Linked DNA regions of Mus musculus: region 1 is linked to region 2. The links are chromatin contacts, called in public HiChIP or PLAC-seq maps. All regions are on one chromosome and are shown on one strand. The core of a region is the stretch at or near the end of the contact, and the rest is flanking DNA. Distances in the headings are between cores, read along the strand shown.

Region 1 (2,734 bases), core at 175-2,674, 170 kb after region 2:
AGTGAACAAGACTCACCTCCAACAAGCACAAGCAGAGAAATTACAAATGGCATGCAAGCATCATGCAATTGCAATAACATCCTTCCTTATTGCTAAGAACCAGTAAGTGCTTGCCAAAGCCAGCATTTTTTTTTTTTTTTTTTTTTTTTGCACAGCTTTGATGGTGTGGCTGTGTCCTCTTTTTCATATTAAGTGACAGTGAATGTGTTGACTATCCCCTTAAAGAGAACAAGCCTTTTATAATGTTATAGACTGACCCAGAGGAGTCACAGAAACTAATCAGTATGTATTTTAGGGGAGGAATGCCATTCCAGAAGGAAAGACATAGGACAGAACACTGACCACTGAGTACCTCAGATACTCAGGGCAAGAGTCGGCCTCCCACCAGATTTCAACAATCCTCTTGTAGTGTTTATCTCACAGTACTAAATTCTAAACTGAACATAAGTATCAACAAACAACAACAACAAAAAAAACCTGAATTTTTCATAAAATAATCAATGGAATAAGTCATGCCATGGAGATTTTCCTATAGAATCAGCCCTTACTGCAAGGCCTACAACCCAGGTAACACAAAGCTAAAGATACACTGAAACAGTATTGAATCCCCAGTTCCCAAGGTTGAACTGCACAGTAAGGGCTAAGCCATTAGTCTGTTTTACACAGGACACAGGGGGAAAAAAAAAGCCTAACTTTGGGGCGAAATGTGGCTAAAATTTTCAAACAAAATCTAAATATTAGTAGTCAGTTCCGCACAGTTGAAAGCTACTAACTTGAAAGCCAATGCTACACAAACTGTAGGACACTTCTCAGAAGGCTATCAGGAACTGCCAATAAAAAGGCACTTGCTATTTAGGTATGTCAAGTGGTTAAAACAGTGCATCACATCAGCCTCACCAGAAAAACCTAAAGAAATAAAAATCAAGCTTTAATATAGATGGGGTAATTATTAACAACAGAGAGAGGAGAACGTGTAAGAAAAAGAAGAGTGGGGTCTTCAGAGCATCGGGCCTTCCTGGAGTTGGCACTGACTGGATCTAAGGTCCCAGTACAAAGAACCACCTGCTCTTGGACACCCTCCACAGACGACTTAAGCATCTTCTGGACAGGTGAGGTCACCTTTTTGCAACACAAATCAGGAGGTTAAGGGAGCTGGAGCTCCATGGACTCAGAAGCAATAGTTTAAGGACAGAGAACAAGCGCAGCACAGCCTTTGTCTTTCCTTCTAGAAGCTGGAGGCACTCTGCTCACACACCCCAAGGAGGGGCCAACCAGCACAAATGCTTCCTACTGCTAAGAAAGGCCATCTTCCCAGACTGTTTGCAGACCAGATGGAATATTTAAGTATTCATGAGCTATGTGAAGTCAGGCCAAGACTCCCCAAAGAAACCACACTGAAAGAGTCGGGGCTGAGCTGAATTTGGATGACAATGGCTTGTGGAACAACCAGGACCTGTGGTGTCTGTCACCATCTCCCCAGCTCTGAGGCCAACAGAGCTCCATGCTGAGGCATTCATCAAGACAGAAAACACCAACAAAGAACACACTGACTTCTTCCTCAAGATGCTGGGACTCAATTCCTTTATACTCTATGAACAATACAGGCTGCCCTTTTAAAAAACATTTTTCCACTTGGGATCTTGCCCTCCCTCTTTCCAAGAATACATACAAACCCTCTAGCACAGGCTTTAGATGTTTTTATAACCCAGTTTTAAAATATCCCATCCACTGTAAAACCAACTGTTTTCGCCCAAGTAGAAAAAAGTAACCAACAGCCTGTCCTGACGCGCTCTCCATGGGTCGGCTCATCTCCAGCATCACTGGAAATCAAGAGTAATGTTTTGCAGATCTCCTCTCCCCAACATCGATGGAATTAGATCCTGCATTAACAGTTCAGTAGTTTGTGCCAGAAAACTGTCTTTTACAAAACTAAAACGAACTACAGAGGCCAGTCAGAACTTCTTATGGAGTTCTCAGAGAAAGACCATTCTATTTGAATATTTCGGTGAAGCACTGCTCTACAGATTAAAACTGATATAGACAGACATGTGCATATAAAAATCTTACTTTGTCCAAAGCATGGTGGGTCCACAGAGGAGCCCATCCAGTCTTCTGTCTTGGCTGACTCTGTTTCCTTGTCTTCTTTACAGTAATCCGCCAGCCAGGACTCCTTGGTACTTATATACTGATCTAGAAAGAATTCCATAAATTAAGAAGGGAGATGGAAAAAGATAAAAGGTTCATATCAAATAATATCAATTCATAACAAAAACTTTTACTGAGTGCTTCCTTACATACTGGACCCATGCAAGAAGCTAAAAAAGGTTGAACCCTAGAGACAACAATTGCACAAGGAAGAGATCAAGGCAATCAGATGACCTACCTTCATAAAGTCACCTATGATGTGAAAGGCTAAAGGAAAGACAGAATTACAATGCTGGAGGGCAGAGAAGAAGGTCAGATTTATTTGGCTTTGACAAAAGCAGGTGGTGGTGATGTGTGCATTAAAGTCCCTCTTGAAATGTGAATAGCAACTCAATGAAACTGAGGGCAGAGTGATACTCTAGGCAATGGGACTCTCGGGTGCAAAGACTAAGACATTAAGTACACAGCACACTCAGGAACACTGACTGCTGTGCTGTATCTTCAGTGCACATTCTGCATGAGAGACGTGGCAGAGATATCCAGAATCCAGAAATGTACATTTCAGGGCCACCAAGAAACTGTGAGAACA
Region 2 (2,700 bases), core at 157-2,656:
GTAATCTTCCATTATAGGACCAGATCATAATTTATCCATCCATCACCAAAGTTGATGGATATTTGAGGACAATATCTGCTTTGCACTTGCACCCTTAAGACCAGACATCCCATGAGGGCAGAGCATCTGGCACAACCTGGCTGTCTGCATAAGTAGACTCTTCAGCAATGGCTGCAAATAGGGAAGCCCCTTCTATGTGCAAGTGGAGCCCCTGAGCCTGAAAAACCACAGTGTATTGCAAAATGTTCAAGACTTCATCCCAGTATTCCTGACGTCGTGGACAGGGCCACTGGCAGGGCTGTCCTGAGCTCTACTGGAGACCTGACAGTACCACTGTCTTCATCTTTCACAGTTATGACAATCAAAAATAACCCTGGGACTCTATGAAATGTTTCCTACAGAGCTGAGTCACCCTGGTGGGAATATTTGGTCTTCAGGCCATTTGTTTCTTCTTTGCAACAACTCAGAGTTGTGGAAGTGTGGTGACTTAAATAGGAATGGACTCCCACAGGCTCATATATTTGAACACTTGGTCCCCAGTTAGTGGAACTGTTTGGGAAGGATTAGGAGGTATGGCCTTGCTAGAGGAAGTGTGGCACCAAGAGTGGCCTTTGAGGTTTCAAAAGCCCACCATCTGCTGGATGTGGCAGAGCATGCTTTTAATCCCAGCACTCAGGAGGCAGAAGCAGGCAGAGCTCTGTAAATTCAAGGCCAGCCTGACCTACATAGTGAGTTCCAGAACAGCCAGGGTTATTCAGAGAGGCCCTGTCTCAAAATAAAACAAAAAACAAACAACAACAAAAAAGGCAGTTAGCATTGTTTGTTGCTAGCTGTGGAAACTGAAGTCTAGGATGCTTTAGTGGCCTGATCCCTAAAAGGTTAGCTGATCCAGGAGCAAGAGCATCTCTCTGTCCCAGGGCTAGAATCTCTAATCCTGCTCAGGCATCCATGCCTCCCTCCTGGTGAGATAACCAGTATCTGCAGAATTTTCCAGCACAACTCCCCCCACCCCCAAATCCTTATCATTCCTTTCATTTTTCAAGACTCACAAGACAAAGGAAATAAGCAGTTGAAGAAGACACACGCTGAGCTCAATCCCCTGCTGCAGCTGGTTTGTAATTGGATCCTGCCTGGGAAGGTGACTTGGGCCTGGGCAAAACCCCAGACTGGGAGAGGCAGTAGGACTGGGCTCTGGGTTTTGTAAGCTGCTCCACCAAGTGTGAGTGTGAGTTGGGACTGCAGACTGCATACCACAAGTGCCACTCTGGGGTCCAAGTGCCTTGGCTTCTTGCTGAGGGTGGAGAGGTGAGGGTATAACCCAGTCCACCCTTCTTTACCATGTTAGACTTACTGCCCTGCTGTGTGCTCTGTGTGAGATGCCAAATGAAGAGAAGCTGGCTTGGCTTTCCATCCAGACCTGCTGAGAGCCAGGAAGGAGGCAGGGCAGGGATGAGTCTGGAGCTTGAAGCCATCCATACCTGGCTGAGTCTTAGTTGAGTGGGACCATGAGTTTCACCTTAACCTGAACTTAACCTTCCCAAGCCTCTTTCCTCATCTGAAGCATAGAGCCACTGAGGGAAAACTCTAAAGAGAAATACAAATAATGAACTAACACACTGAGCACTACTAAACATCCATTAACAAATGTGTATCTCCTTTACTTTGCAATAACAGCAATGAGTCACTGTGAGCCTAGTGGGACAGACCCAGAGTATGCTTAGCAAGGAGACAAGTCTAAGCAATGGTACAGTTGGGATTTGAACCCCAGAGTCTCATTACAAAATCCTGCTTTTAATCCCTGGCCTTCTGTCTTTGTGAAGAAGCCATCCAGTACTTACCATGACTTGCCAACATCTTTATCTGTCCCAACCTGGACACTTCTTGCCATATCTGCCATGTCATTGCCTTCCTTGCTGGAATCTGAAACAACTCTCAGCCCAACTTTGGAAGGACAAGCAGGTGGCTTCTGTGACTTTTGTGAATAGAATGTGCTGGCCTCCCACTGTGGAGTGGGAAGTTGTGAAGTGTACCTCTCTCTCTCTCTCTCTCTCTCTCTCTCTCTCTCTCTCTCTCTCTCTCTCTCTCTCTCTCTCTCTCTCTCTCTCTCTCTCTCTCTCTGTCTCTCTGTCTCTCTGTCTCTCTCTGTTCCTCTCTGTCTCTGTCTGTGTCTCTTCTCCCCTCCCCTCCCCTCCCCTCTCCTCTCCTCTTCTCTTCTCCTCTCTTCTCCTCTCTTCTCTTCTCTCCCTCATTTTTCTGTCCTTCTCTCCTTCCCACCTCAAGGTCTGGGGACAAAGCTAGTACCTTGATGGGACTAAGGAGATGGCTCAATAAGGGCATTGCTGTACAAGCATGAGGACCCAAGTACAAATCCCCATGAATGATTAAGGGCCCTTAATTATGGCAACTGTGGGCAGGTGGGTTAGGGATAAAAGAAACAGGAGGATTCCTTGGGCTTGCTGGTTACCAAGCTAACTCAGTTCTCAGCAACTCATCACAAGGAAATAAAGCATAAAGAAATAGAACAGGACATTCCAAGTCTTCCTCTGGGGCTGGAGAGATGGCTCAGTGGTTAATAGCACAGACTGTTCTTCCAAAGGTCCCGAGTTCAATTCCCAGCAACCACATGGTGGCTCACAACAAGCCGTGATGGGATCCAATGACCTCTTCTGGTGTGTCTGAAGACAGTGACAGTGTACTCAC

Evidence for each region. HiChIP or PLAC-seq counts read pairs in DNA pulled down with a chosen protein or histone mark.
Region 1: a contact with region 2 is called in an H3K27ac HiChIP or PLAC-seq map of embryonic stem cells, with 15 read pairs. The contact joins two enhancer-like sites. A contact is called at or near these places in 2 of 484 Hi-C or Micro-C datasets (bone marrow-derived macrophages and nephron progenitors), 8 of 115 datasets of contacts at active chromatin or transcription factors (double positive thymocytes, embryonic stem cells, epiblast stem cells and 2 more) and 2 of 9 other capture datasets (adipose tissue and liver).

Annotation. Positions count from the first base shown.
Region 1 is chr4:145,103,732-145,106,465 of GRCm38.p6, forward strand. Vps13d (vacuolar protein sorting 13D) reads right to left here. Exons shown (of 70, transcript NM_001276465.1): 39 at 2,068-2,190. Among named protein-coding and RNA genes, the nearest start is that of Vps13d, 90 kb to the right of the region's middle. Within about 2 kb of position 1,425, at least 42 of the 459 cell types and tissues checked have an H3K27ac peak or open chromatin away from gene starts, as enhancers often do. A contact at or near this core is called in embryonic stem cells and epiblast stem cells, where this site is marked.
Region 2 is chr4:144,933,590-144,936,289 of GRCm38.p6, forward strand. It overlaps a transcript of Vps13d not described here. Among named protein-coding and RNA genes, the nearest start is that of Gm42344, 22 kb to the right of the region's middle. Within about 2 kb of position 1,407, at least 27 of the 459 cell types and tissues checked have an H3K27ac peak or open chromatin away from gene starts, as enhancers often do. A contact at or near this core is called in embryonic stem cells and epiblast stem cells, where this site is marked.